2 separate regions of the Mus musculus genome follow, and region 1 is linked to region 2. A link is a contact called in public Hi-C data. All regions are on one chromosome and are shown on one strand. The core of a region is the stretch at or near the end of the contact, and the rest is flanking DNA. Distances in the headings are between cores, read along the strand shown. Region 1 holds the start of Chrdl2 (chordin-like 2). Region 2 overlaps Neu3 (neuraminidase 3).

Evidence for each region. Hi-C and Micro-C count contacts between places; a contact is called where the count stands out from the background.
Region 1: a Hi-C map of liver shows a contact between it and region 2, with 3 times the contacts expected there. The contact joins the promoter of Chrdl2 here to the enhancer-like site in region 2. A contact is called at or near these places in 3 of 39 promoter capture datasets (the C10 cell line, embryonic stem cells and trophoblast stem cells), 6 of 484 Hi-C or Micro-C datasets (the Ba/F3 cell line, embryonic stem cells, large pre-B cells and 3 more) and 4 of 9 other capture datasets (adipose tissue, liver, macrophages and 1 more).

Annotation. Positions count from the first base shown.
Region 1 is chr7:100,001,802-100,008,180 of GRCm38.p6, forward strand. It overlaps Chrdl2 (chordin-like 2), which reads left to right and starts at 4,603. Exons shown (of 11, transcript NM_133709.3): 1 at 4,603-4,846. The coding sequence starts at 4,765.
Region 2 is chr7:99,804,911-99,811,532 of GRCm38.p6, forward strand. Neu3 (neuraminidase 3) reads right to left here. Exons shown (of 3, transcript NM_016720.2): 3 at 6,529-6,622. Among named protein-coding and RNA genes, the nearest start is that of Neu3, 20 kb to the right of the region's middle. Within about 2 kb of position 2,506, at least 5 of the 459 cell types and tissues checked have an H3K27ac peak or open chromatin away from gene starts, as enhancers often do. A contact at or near this core is called in liver, where this site is marked.

The sequences.
Region 1 (6,379 bases), core at 3,353-5,852, 200 kb after region 2:
CCCCCAATCCCTCTTGTCTTTTTTCTCACATGCATTTTGTAATAGGAGATGTTCCCACCCATGTTCCGGAGATAGAGAAATGACAATAGTGTATTAATTAATAATTTTTCTATTAATATGAAAAACACTATGGGCAAGGTAACGTATTTAAAAAGCATTTCATTGGGCTTATGGTTTCAAGAGTTAGAGGCTGAGATGGTGGAGGAAAGGCATGGTGGGTAGGCAGCTGAGACAGTAGCTGAGAGCTCACATCTTGACCCAAAAGTGGAAGGCAGAGAAGGAACACCGGCAGTAGTACGGATCTTTTGAAACCTCAAAGCTTGCCCTAGTGACACACCTCCTCCAGAAAGGCCACTCATGCCTCCTAGTCCTTTCCAAATAGTTCCACCAACTGGGGACTGAGTCATCACATATATGAGCCTATGAGGGCCATTCGCATTCAAACCACCACAGAGGACACAGGGTTTGGTCCCTCACCAGAGTTAGAAACAGGTCAGAAATTTATGTCACTCCCTCCCAAGCTCAGGAACCCACATGGAAGAAGATGCCAGAAAAAAAATGTAAAAGTTGGAGGAGGGGAACCGGCTCGAGGCACTGTACAGGACTGACTATTCTCTGAGCCAAACCGTCACCATCTCCAGGGGCTCTGCCAAAGATCATCACATCTGAGCCTCATAGGCACGGACAGGAAGGGTCATGGGAACCTCTCCTGAATATCCAGTCTCCTCTTCCAACCAGTGTTATGGAACTCTGCCCTAATTGCATGTGGTCTTTTGGAAAGAGCTAAAGACTGTAGATGGGGACGGATGAGGAGAGGGTTTCCATTTGTGCAGCCACAAGGAAGCCATCATCCCTGCTGCAGGAGTGAGAACTGTAGTAGTTGATAGGAATGTTTATGTCCTACCTGTTATTAAGAATTTGTAAACACATCAGATCGATATTTGTGGTTTTCTTTCTTCTGCTTATCATGTAATATAACATCAGCTGATATAATATTAGTGATTAAGTGTTGTAAATCTATATTGTCATATTAAAGTGATAGGACATTAAAAAAGAAAGTATTCCTCAAATGAGTTTTGCTCTATAGAGCTCAGAAGATTCCAGATGGTGGTCTGTGGAGCTTCACGATTTGCTGTTTTCTCGATCGGATTGGATTGATTATACTTTGCTGTGGTTGCTCATTTTCTTTGGCCTTATTTTTTTCTCCTTTGGAATATGAATATCTACTTGGTTATGTTGGAAGTGTGTCACATGGTTTTGACATTTATAGGAGCTTACGGTTAAGATATTGGAGACTGTGAAAGCATTAGTGTTTTTAAGGATTGGGGAGACTTTTTAAAGTAGACTATAGCAATGTGTGCTGAGGTCAAACCCAAGGCCTTGCACGTGCTTGGCAAGAACTCTAGCACGGAACACTTGTGTTTCTTAGTGATGAAGGCTGAGAGCAATGGGTGTCTCGTGTATTCAGATGAAAGTGTAATGCCTTTCGAAATCATTCATGTTCTTGCTCATACACTCAGCCATGTTTATTCAGTGTCATTGTATATCACAAGTTTGCATAATACTCATTTTCATAGATGTGAAAAGGGCAACTTTCTCACAGTGCAGGGTGATGACACAAATACATATTTACACTCCACACAAAGACAGAGAACTCAGGAGCCCTTGTTTAACATGTAGCGAGCCCTAAGTTTGATCCCCAACCCTTAAAAAAAAATCTTTGCCTGGGAGACTCAGTGAAGCCTCAGAGGGGGTGTAGCTAAGTTATGTGTGTCCCTGGCACACAGGAGGCCCTGTCCACTCCCCAACTGAGTGTGGCAGTGCATCCGCAGCCACAGCACTTAGAGGGAGAGGTAGGAAGACTGTCAGTTAACATCATGGGGAGCTTGTTGGACAAACATAAGAACCTGAGTTCATGAGTTCAAACCCCTTGCACTCACATAAAAATAAAAAGTGTGTGTGTGTGTGTGTGTGTGTGTGTGTGTGTGTGTGTGTCTTAAAGCCTGTAACTCCAGCATTGTCTGTTGTGGAAAGTGAGAGGAGAATCCTTGGGGCTGGCTAGCTGGGTACTAGATTCTTTCCCATACAGGTAGACTCAAATAAGGTGGAAAGTGATCTAGCAAGACAACGACTGCCCTCATCTGGTCACAACGTGCAAGTGCGGGAACGTGTGCACCAAATACAGGTGTGCACATAGTGTACAAGTGTGCACACGAGAGAGACACACGGCAAAAATAAACAAGCAGCTCGAAGTCACAAGTTGCAGAACAAGGGTACATACCTACTTTTCTAGTCACAAGGAAGCTGAGGCCGGAGGATCGCCAAAGCCAGTTGGTGCAACTTGGCAAGACAGGAGTGGAGATGAGACTCAGTCAGAAAATCCTGGTCTACTTTGCTCATGGCCCAAGATTTAGAAGCAGAAGGAAACTGATCTTCTTGCAGAAGGAAAATGTGTACAACGATACAGAGGTGTGAAATGCATGGGCACTTGGGGGAGGCGAGTGGTTGGTAAAGGTGGAGGGGGTAGGAGGATACTGGTGGGTAGAGTGGGTACAGAGTGGGTGTAGGGGGTGTAGGGTGGGTACAGGGTGGGTAGAGTGGGTGACGGTGACAGAAAGGAGTCAGGAGTCAAATGTGCACAGACTTAAAGTCAATGCTGAATGTTATACATCTTAATCATACGAGTTCCAAGATGGCCAGAATGGGTTCAAGGGGGGCAAGGGGGCATCTGGTTTGTCGTTGAAATGATCAGCACAACTCTTGTGGAGAGTGTGGGGGAAAATACATTGGAACGCCTGGACCAGGGACAGGAGACCTGAAGACAGGCTGTGGGAAAGGACTGTGAGTAAGGACTGAAGACACCAGAGCTCTGAGGAAAGCTGAGGTGGCAGAGACCCTTCAGGAAAGCAGAATGAACAGGGTTTAGAACCCAATGAGCCCACCTTTGGCAACCTTAGACATCAAGACAGGTACAGAGCACACATTAGCAGAGACGGGGGGGGGGGGGGAGATTACTTCTTAGCAAACACTGTATCCAGGAGGGTGGAGTGGAGGAGAGCTTTGACAAGGAGAACCTAAGTCAGAGGAGGACTGGAAGGAGCTCATGTTTGTCTTCACTCTGAGAGCCCTGAGTAGGGGCTTTCTTGGTCACTGGTTCCTCCCACTGCTCACTTGGCGTGAGGAGTGCAGCCTTAACCCTGCCAGTCAGATAACCTGGAATGGGGTGTGGCCTGCCACTTCTCCATCCTTACACCTGTCCTGGTCTGAGACACTGGTAGCTGTGTAAGAGATGCTCAGGAATCAAGGTCCAAAGCCAGGACGACTGTGTTTGCCCACAGTGGCCCAGCAAGCTGTGGATGGCGCCAGCACCTTGAGTCTGCCCTCTCATTGCAGAGCCTGTGTGCTCTGGGGTGGACAGAGCTTGTTCTTTTCTTAGGGTCCTATTAGTTCAGGAGCTCACCTAACATGAGGTCTGGAGCAACAGCCTGCCCAGGCTGCTGGGGTTCTGGATCAGCGTGCTCACCTTCTGGTGAAAGGACAAAGCTCTGACCCTGGCTGTCACTGGCGCATGCAGAGCAGTGGGGCCTCGCCTGTAGAAAGAGTTCATCCTGGGCTGCTTGGTAAGTGGTAGCAGCAGTGACTCCATAGCAAAGCTACCTCTCATCTGGGGATGATGCCTAGGACCACCACCTGCCAATGGGAGATTCCAGGTACCTGAAATGGCTTTCCTCCAAAGTTGAAGTGCTTTGATGTTCCAAATCTTATTTAATCCTTTGCGACATTTGCAGGACGATATTGAAGACTTTTAAAGTAACTCAAATCATTATCTTAGTGCTGGAGAGAAAACCTTTCTCCTAGGCGCTATGTGCAAGCACACAGACTGTGTTCAAAATGGCAAGTGTCTCTGCACTCCCCCACCAAATACCCAATCCTGAGATTCCCAGACCCGTACTATGACCTTCCCCACTCAGTTTCATCTGAAATCTAACTGGGTTGGTTCCCCTTGCAGGCTGCGTACCGCGGGGAGCCAGGGGTTAAAACCCGGGGCGTCTGTGGCCCCCTTCCCCCTCCCCAGCCCCCTCGTCTCCACTCGGCGCCTTGCCTGGAGCGAAGGTTCCCAGCCCTGCACTAAAGGGGAGGGGGAGAAATGGGCTTGTTTCTCGTGGCCAATCCACGAGCTCGCGGTGCCTCAGAGGAGGCGCCAGCATTAGGGCGGCCCAGGGCTGCAGGCTTCCCGCGGCAAAGTACAAATGCGCCCGAGCGCGGCGTCTGGCGCCCGAGGCGTGCACAGCGGCAGCGCTCAACCTCCCCCGCGCCGCCACCGAGGGTCTTGTCGCCCCACCGCGCCCCAGACCCGCGCCGGACCCCGCGCCGCCGCGCCGCCGCCAGCCAGCGCCACAGGGACACTGCACCCCGGTGACCGCACCCCGCAGATCCCGGTTCTCTAGCTAGCACCTTCTCCCTCTCTGCCATAGCCTTTTTCTTCATTTCCCCAACTAATTTCTCTCTCTCTCTCTCTCTCTCTCTCTCTCTCTCTCTCTCTCTCTCTCTCTCTCTCTCTCTCTCTCTCTCTCTTCTCCTCGTCCCCTCCCCACCGTCCTCTCATCCTCACCTTAGACCTCTCCTGTCCTTGGCTCCTCTTCATCTTTGCTTTTCCGACTCCTCAAGCAGCGGTCCTACTTGGTCCTCTGAGGACTTACTTGTGTCCTTATCTCACTTTCTCCCGGCTCATCCCGGGGTTGTCTGACCTTGGGACAAGGAAGGATGGTTCCCGGGGTGAGGATCATCCCCTCTTTGCTGGGACTCGTGATGTTCTGGCTCCCGTTGGACTCGCAAGCACTATCCCGTAAGTAGAAACCAGGCAAAGTCTGGGCAGGCAGGGGAGGGATGCGAACCAGTGGGATGTACTTTGCTGGAAGATGTTAGTTAGGACCTGGGGACCCCTTAACGCTTGCATTTATCCAGGCAGCACCTGCATAGCAGGGGTAGATGTTGCTCCATGACCAGTGTGGGCTGGTGAGTCTTGGGGGGAGAAAAGTTTGGCAGAGTTTCTTTCTGGGGTGCTGCTGGGGGAAGAGCAGTGTGCATTGTGGGAAGGGACTTTACTCCCAGCAGCCTGATGTGTTGAGTGTGAAAGACGGAAAGGCTGATGAGCTCCTGGGCTGAAAGATGAACAAAGTGGAGTCCATTATCGCTTTTGATACTCACAACACTCCATGAGGTGTCATCATTACATTTAATTGATGAGTAAAATCGGCAGGGCAAAGAGAAGAAAGTTTCCGAAGCTGGTAAGCTATCCAAAGCCAAGAGTCTAATTCCAAATCCTGCCTTTACAGCGTCTGGGAGACACCCCGATGTGGGGCTGTGAGACTGGAAGGCATCGGGGCGTGGTGAAAAAAGATGAGGTTCTTCATCTTCCCAGCCTCACTGTGTGCCAGCTGATGGGTCAGACACGGAGGGCACCTCACCATCTCTTTTCTAATCTATAAAATAGGAGCCTCTTAAAGCCGTTAAATGTATTAAATGACAGGGAGCAGGCAGAGCAGCTTGTATAGAGATGCTACAAGGTGGCCTCATCAAAGTGTATCAGCTGCCTAAGCCCCCAGAGTTTCCACTTCAAACAGTAGGTTATGCAGGACCACAGCCTCTGTTTCCTAACTGCCCCTCCTTATGCTGGTGACTCCTTCTGAACCTCCCCAATAAAGAAACAGAGCCCAACAAGGACAGTAGTTTGCTCCAGGCCACCAAACTTGAAGACCCAGGTCCCCACCCCCTAGCTGACAACCTTTTCCAGGCTTGGCTCCACCTGCCAGCTCTGCTTCTGACTGGCTACTGGCTTTGTGGAGCTAGTGAGGCTAGATTCTGTCCTGCTTCTGGGAATGGAAATGTTGCATGTCTGTCTGACGTCCCCTAGCCTGTCAGTGGCATGAGAATTATGGACACCCTCATGTCTCATAAGACAACACAGAGAGCTCAGACTTGGCTTCAATTCCTGACTGCCTCTTACACCTGAGTCATTTTTCAAACTTCTGTGAACTTCAGTTTCTTCATCGGCAAACAAGAGCTACTAACCAAGGTCTAAGGATGTGGGGGAGGACTAAAGGGAGTGATGCTTTCAGATGCATACTGTCAAATATTCAGTAAATACCCCCTCCTTCCTTAAGCCCTGAGAGTTTCCTCCTAGCCTGCCTGCTGTCCACTGAAGGAGACTTAGTCTCAGAGGACTGCCATGCCTGCCCTGGACTTGACCCTGGCCCTGCAGCTTCCTTTCCAATACCATTGCCCTGGGTGAACCACTCTGATGATGGCTCAGAAGTACTCAAAGCCCCCGTCTGCCCACCATGACCACCTTCAACAATTCAGACACCTCTTCCAGAAA
Region 2 (6,622 bases), core at 1,256-3,755:
GAAGCAGAGTTGCTTTGCTTTTATACAACAGCTAAAGAAAAGCTATGCTCATGAGAGCAAACATGAGGTAAAATTCCATGCCACTCTGAGCAACCAGTCTGTCTCCTTGGAATATCGGACTTGACTCCCACAGGAGAACTAGTGGAACTCAGCCTAGCATGAAATGCATAACCCAGGCCAAGACCTCTGAGCAAGTACAATATGCTTGAGGGCATGCCTGGACATTAAGATGGAAAGGCGTTTAAATAAAATTGAACACAGGGAATAATGTTAAATTAAATGAAAAAAATATACAGATATATCTACATAAAAAGTAATCTCCAGAGAAAGGAAAGGGAGATTAAAAATTGACATAAATGTTTTCAAGGGTACATAGGTACTAAATAAACTCATGCCTTTGATCCCAGTACTTGGGAGACAAAGACAGAGACAGGTAGGTTCCTTTGTGAGTTCAAGGCCAGCCTGGTCTACAAAGCAAATCCAGGACAGCCCAACTACACAGAGAAACCCTGTCTCTATAAATAATAATAAACATATGCCATTGTAGAGGAGGATATTTGGACTCCACACAGTCTTGTTCTGATTTAGTAATATGAAAATGGTTATATTGCCAACGGTGATAGTGACATTGTACTTCCTCTTTGAGAGAGGTCAAAATGGAGTTGACTGATTGGATCAGTCTATATTGATAATGACTTCAAACTGTGAGACAAAAAAAAATATGTCATGTGGGGAGAGGGGCTCTTTATTTGTGTCAACAGAAAAGGAAAAGGGGCTTTGGATTCCATGCAAAATAGTAAGAATCAGATTTTATAGAGGGAAATCTCCCATAGATCTTGGCTGCAGCAAGAAAGGAAAAAATTACAAGGACCAAACAACCCGGTAATGTATAATGCAAAACCCTCTATTGAAACAACTCTGAAATTGGCTGGGACATATATGTCTCCAGCTAGAACTTCAGCTCACATGGCCAACATAAATTATTATTACACATCATCCTTTCGGATGACATGAATGGAGACTTTTATTACAGTTTGGTTATGTAATCATACTAAAAACACAGAGATGTTTTTCACATGCTCAAACAAAAAGAAGATAATTGTTAACAGACTTGTAAACCTTGCACATTCCTTACATATATTGATACAGAACTGGGTATTACTTGTAAAAGCTTGTATGTCACTTGGGGGGGGGGTGATTACAAATAATTATGATCTTGGACAGGGAGGAAGCAAAATAGGGCGCTTCAACCCAGGGAGTTACATCTTTCCTTTCCTCTTCTCTCTCCTTCTTATCTTTTATCTTTCTTAGATAAAGGGAAGGGTGTTGAGAAGTAAGGGGGAATATAGAATTATCATATAGAAATAATAGACTAAAAGGGTAGATTATTGAATCTACTCTTCAACTTCAGAGCTATTGATATTCTCAGATAGGTTATTTTTGTTACACTGGCACAACATGTTGCATATTTATATAGATTTCAGGTTTTCATAGGTATGAATCTTTGTATATTGATACAAAATTTAAAGTTAATTTTGTGACAATATAACACATGTATGTGTCAACTCTTATACAGATGTGCCTTGCAGCTCATTTGAATATTCCAGGTTTAGTTCCAGCCCTTTTACAGCTGCTATTGCAAACTATTAGCGAAACGTCTGTCTGCTTCTGCATACGCAGATATTTCTTTCCTTACAAGTCTCTGTTGGGGATGAAAACTAGATAATCATAGTCTTGCTGTAAGTTTAAGTTGTGAAGGATCTAAGAAAATGTTTTCGGGTCTAAGGAGATGTTTTAAGGATGGTAAATGAAGGCTGGAAGGTCCAGGGGATGCCTTATGAAAGTTGTAGGAAAATATAAACAGATGTTTTAGGTTGGTAATGCAAATTAGAATGGAAACGGAGTTAGAACTGAGCACATCAAGATAGGATAAATACTAGAGTTCTCTCTTCAAAGATTGCCAAGTAAAATGGACTGAACATTGTGAATGTATTCTTACTGAAGGACCCCCGAAGGGAGACCCCCACTCAAGCACTCAAGCCCCGGGACAGCCGCGGACCCAAGAAGACACTGAGACCGTACTCAAAATGTAGAAGGCAAGATTTAATAGAGCAACAGCAAGAAAGCAAGCACATGGAACATAAACCAGAGCTCTGGGGTCGAAACTCATGCACCTAGTATGGTGTAGAGGAGAATCGACGACCAGCCAGAATTTTTCACAGGCTTATATAGGAAAACTCAAGGGGGGAGAGCTGGGCAGGGAAAGTACAAGTTTACATCACTAAGGGGTTCTGCCAAGGGGCAAGGGGTTTTGCCAAGGGAATCTACGTAACTAAGGGGTCATGTCCTATCATTTGGCAATGTACCCAGTTCATTTTGAGGTTGTTCCAGGAGGCCCTTATCTCAAAAATGTTCTTGGAACAGTTTTTAGTTGGGAGGGTTCGAACTCTAGGGTGAGAAGTTCAGGAATGCATTCTGGGGTGAAGAGTTCAGTAGTGTTCCGGGAACAGTTTCTAGATGGGAAGGGGTCGAGCTCTGAGGTGAGGAAGAGTTCAGTAACTTTATTCTTCATTACCTGATAGTTCTTGTCATTTTTATTGCATATTGTTTTTTATGAGATAAAAAGCCTTTATTGGCCGGGTGGTGGTGGCGCACGCCTTTAATCCCAGCACTTGGGAGGCAGAGGCAGGCGGATTTCTGAGTTTGAGTCCAGACTGGTCTACAGAGTGAGTTCCAGGACAGCCAGGGCTACACAGAGAAACACTGTCTTGAAAAACAAACAAACAAAAAAGCCTTTATTGGACTAAAAAGGGGGTATGTTGGGGTACACTGTGTGAAATTGTATCTCTGTCTTTCCTCACCTTAGGTATACTCTGACTTTAACAAAAATCTGATGGTCAATTAGCTGGGCAGGAAGTGGAAGGTGGGACTTCCTGAGAGGGAGAAAGGAACTCTGGGAAGGAGGAGGACAGCCTTTTCACTAGGAGACATAGGAGGGGACAGATGTGACTATGGGCCTGGATGGGACTAAGTGGTTGGGTTAACTTATATGAGCTAGTTAAGAGTCTGCCCAGCTAGGCCTAAGCTTTGAAATATTAAAAGGTCTTTGTGTGATTATTTGGGAAACAGCTGGCTAAGGACTAACTACTGATGCTGTATTAATCTCCAGCACTAACTTATACAAAACATAATAATCAGTTAATTTACCTCTTAGTTCAGCCTGCTGTGATTTTATTACAGTGCCTTGGACTGAAAAGTTCATATGCAACAATAATTCCTGGGTCACTGTTCTGTTCTTGAGATGGGGAAGTTCAAGATTAAAGTGCCAGTAGCTTGGATATCTGGTGAAGGTTTCATGAGGCCTGGTGAGGCTTGTTTTCTGTATTCTCACACAGCTGAATTCTCTCTCAGTGTTGTTTCCTCTGTATGGCTCCTACATACAGCTCCAGAGACTGAGCCAGCAATGAAGAATGGCAGAGGCAGTGTTGCATAAAACAAGATTTCCGTCCACTCTGTGGCTCCTAGAGCTGCCTGGTGCCTGCAGGCTGCTTGGCTGGCACGGCACTGCCTCTCCTGCTACCCACGTCTATGTTTCTCCCTAAAGGGGTCCATGTCCTCAGTTCTTATTCTCTTTCCAGTTGACAATAACACCTATCTTTAGGATGACTGTGGGTCTTGGATGGCAGGTTCTGGAGCTGGAGAGTTGACTCTAAGGTTAAGAGCCCTGGCTGATCTTCAAGAAGACCCAGGTTCAATTCCAAGTACCCACATGGCATCTCACAACTGTCTCTAATCAGATACCCTCACACAGACTTCCACACACTACATATTGAATAAACTGGAGAGCCATCTCTCCATCCTCAACCTACAATCCAAGACCCAGAGTCACCCTAAAGATAGGTTTTGTTAACAACTGGAAAGAGAATCAGAAGTGAGATCATGGAATCCCTTAAGGGAGAAGCACAAAATAAAAGTAAATAAAATAAATAATTGTTTTGGGTTTTGTTTTGTTTTTTAAGTAGGCTCTTAGAGGTTGGAAAGCAACTCCACTAGCCTGCGATTCTGAGAGGAAGTGTCATGTGACACACACTGCCACAGACACCTGGGAGTGCCCTGTCAGGGGCCCTGCCTTGTCCCTTCATTACCTCATTGTCCACACTCCGCCATCAAATGTTGCCCATGCTGAGGACAGTGAAGACAGTGGTAGGATAACGGTGACTCCTGCCCTGCTCTCCACACTGCTAAGCTCTTCTGAGGACTCCCTGGTCAATCCGATCTACCCCCCCACCCCTCCCTCTCGCTGCCTTGAGGAGGTGGGTTAAGCATATGCTCAGGCTGTGGGGGGTTTGTGCCCCATTTTGTTATAACAGTGGCTTATAATTGGAGTAACCATGTTGAATAAACTATTTACAATGCTTGGAACATTCCAAGGATCAACTTTACTGATGGGTAAAGTTGGGTATTTATGTCTAAGGTAGCTTACAAAACTTTGCTATTAGTTAAATGTTTACTAAGTCCTGATAAAAATCTCAGATGAGGTAAACAAATGGGACCGCCAAGGCTTGTAGAGTTTTGAGTATTCCTCTCAAGACAACAGGTCCAACACGGACCAATGTAATAAAAATGCAAAAATAGAAGACATCAGATTTCTTGCTTTAAATGATTATGTAAACAATTATTATAAAACTACTGAAAAGGTAAACTAGTATTCTCTGGACGTTACTTTTGTCCTTGGGAACATCTCAGTATTATGAAAATTGCTAAGCTTACTCGAAGCCTTTCCTAAAGTGAATTTCAGAGAGCACACAGACTCGCTGAGAGAATTTAAGGAGTCCTACTGAATTAGTTGGTGAAGCCCAGCAGCAGCTAAACAGCTCACTGGCATGCATGCTTTAACATCAGCAGTGAACTTAAAGGCATCACCTTCTTACTGGAACACCGGGACTCTTCAGCCAGTTTGACAGTAATTCAGTCTTTTGAAAACACAGTAAGATATGCAGTGGCCAGACCTGGAGCTGCAGTCAGTGGTCACTGCATGGCCAGGCTCTTCACATACATGCTCATGGGTATCTCTTGCTCACAAACCAGCCACAGTAGTCCTGGCTCTGTTTCCCTCTCGCTGATTAAACAACCTTGTATGAAACTACAAAAGAGTATTAACGTTTTCTAAAGAGTTCTCTGAAAAGAATAAGTTGGCTCAAATTTACTTTTTGAAAAATGTTGACTATGAACTATTAATAGATATTAAGAAAATGACCATTTCAGTTTCCTTAGCAGTCAAGATCAAGAATTACTGGGTGGTGGTGGTGCCTGCCTTTAATCCTAGCATCCAGACAGAGCCAGGTGGATCTCTGTGGGTTCGAGGCCAGCTTGGCTTACAGAGCAAGTTCCAGGACAGCCAGGCCTACACAAAGAAACCCTGTTTCAAAAAAAAATCGTTAATCGAGCTGGGCGGTGGTGGCACACGCCTTTAATCCCAGCACTTGGGAGGCAGAGGCAGGCGGATTTCTGACTTCGAAGCCAGCCTGGTCAACAAAGTTTGTTCCAGGACAGCCAGAGCTATACAGAGAAAACCTGCCTCGGGGGGAAAAAAAAATCATTAATCAATGGAATGAAGACCTTTAAGCATATTTAATTTTTCTAAGTCAGCAATTCTCAACCATCCTAATGCTACAACCCCTTAATATAGTTCCTCACGTTGTGGTGACCCCCCAGCCATAAAATAATTTTGTTGCTACTACATAACTGTAATTTTGCTACTGTTATGAATTTTATTTTCTGATGGTCTTAGGTGACCTCTGTGAAAGCAGTCATAACCCACACGTTGAGAACTATTGCTCTAAGTGATGGCAGTGTTTATGAATACAGTGATGTGTCTGGCATCACAGAGTCAGGTAAGACACACTCAGAACATTATGAGCTCAGCATCTCCCTTGGAGTCATGGAGGAGTAGCAGTCATGGAGAATCCAACCAGGGACAAAAGGGAAATACTGGTAAAATGAGAACCCCACATGTCACAGCTTGGCTTTAGGCTTGGGACATCTTACACTGTAAGACCAGGCCCAACCTAGGTGGATGGAGATCAGCTCTGAGCTCTGGTTCTCTTTGGGAGGTAGCTGAGGATAGAGAGCAAAGAGCATCGGTGTGGTGATGGGGTGTGGTGGTGTGATGGGGTGGGGTTGGGGATGGAAGGGTGGGGTGTCGGGGTGGGGGACAAGAATTGGTCTTGTGAGAGATTGTGTGCTTTCTATAATAACATTTACCAATTTTGACTTTAAGTTACTCTTGAGGCTAAAAGTTGCAGGTCTCTTGGCAAGTTGACACCTGTCACTTAAAAGAGGTCCTTGTTCTTTTCTCCACAGGCTGAGCACCTAAAGCTGAGGGTTTAACTCCTTGTCAGCTAGGGAAAGTCACTTTTTGGAAGAAAAAGAAAGGAGACACTTTAAAAAGGGGTTCTAATCCTTATTTCCAAGAGAAAAGAAAAATGGAGGGAAAACTATTGAAACTATCTAACTCACTCCAAGCTGTTCACGCTTAGTTCTTTATTTTCTATGTGCTCGCGTAGTGTCTAATTCAAACATTCACAAGTTTAAACATAAATTCAAAAAGAAGATGGCAACA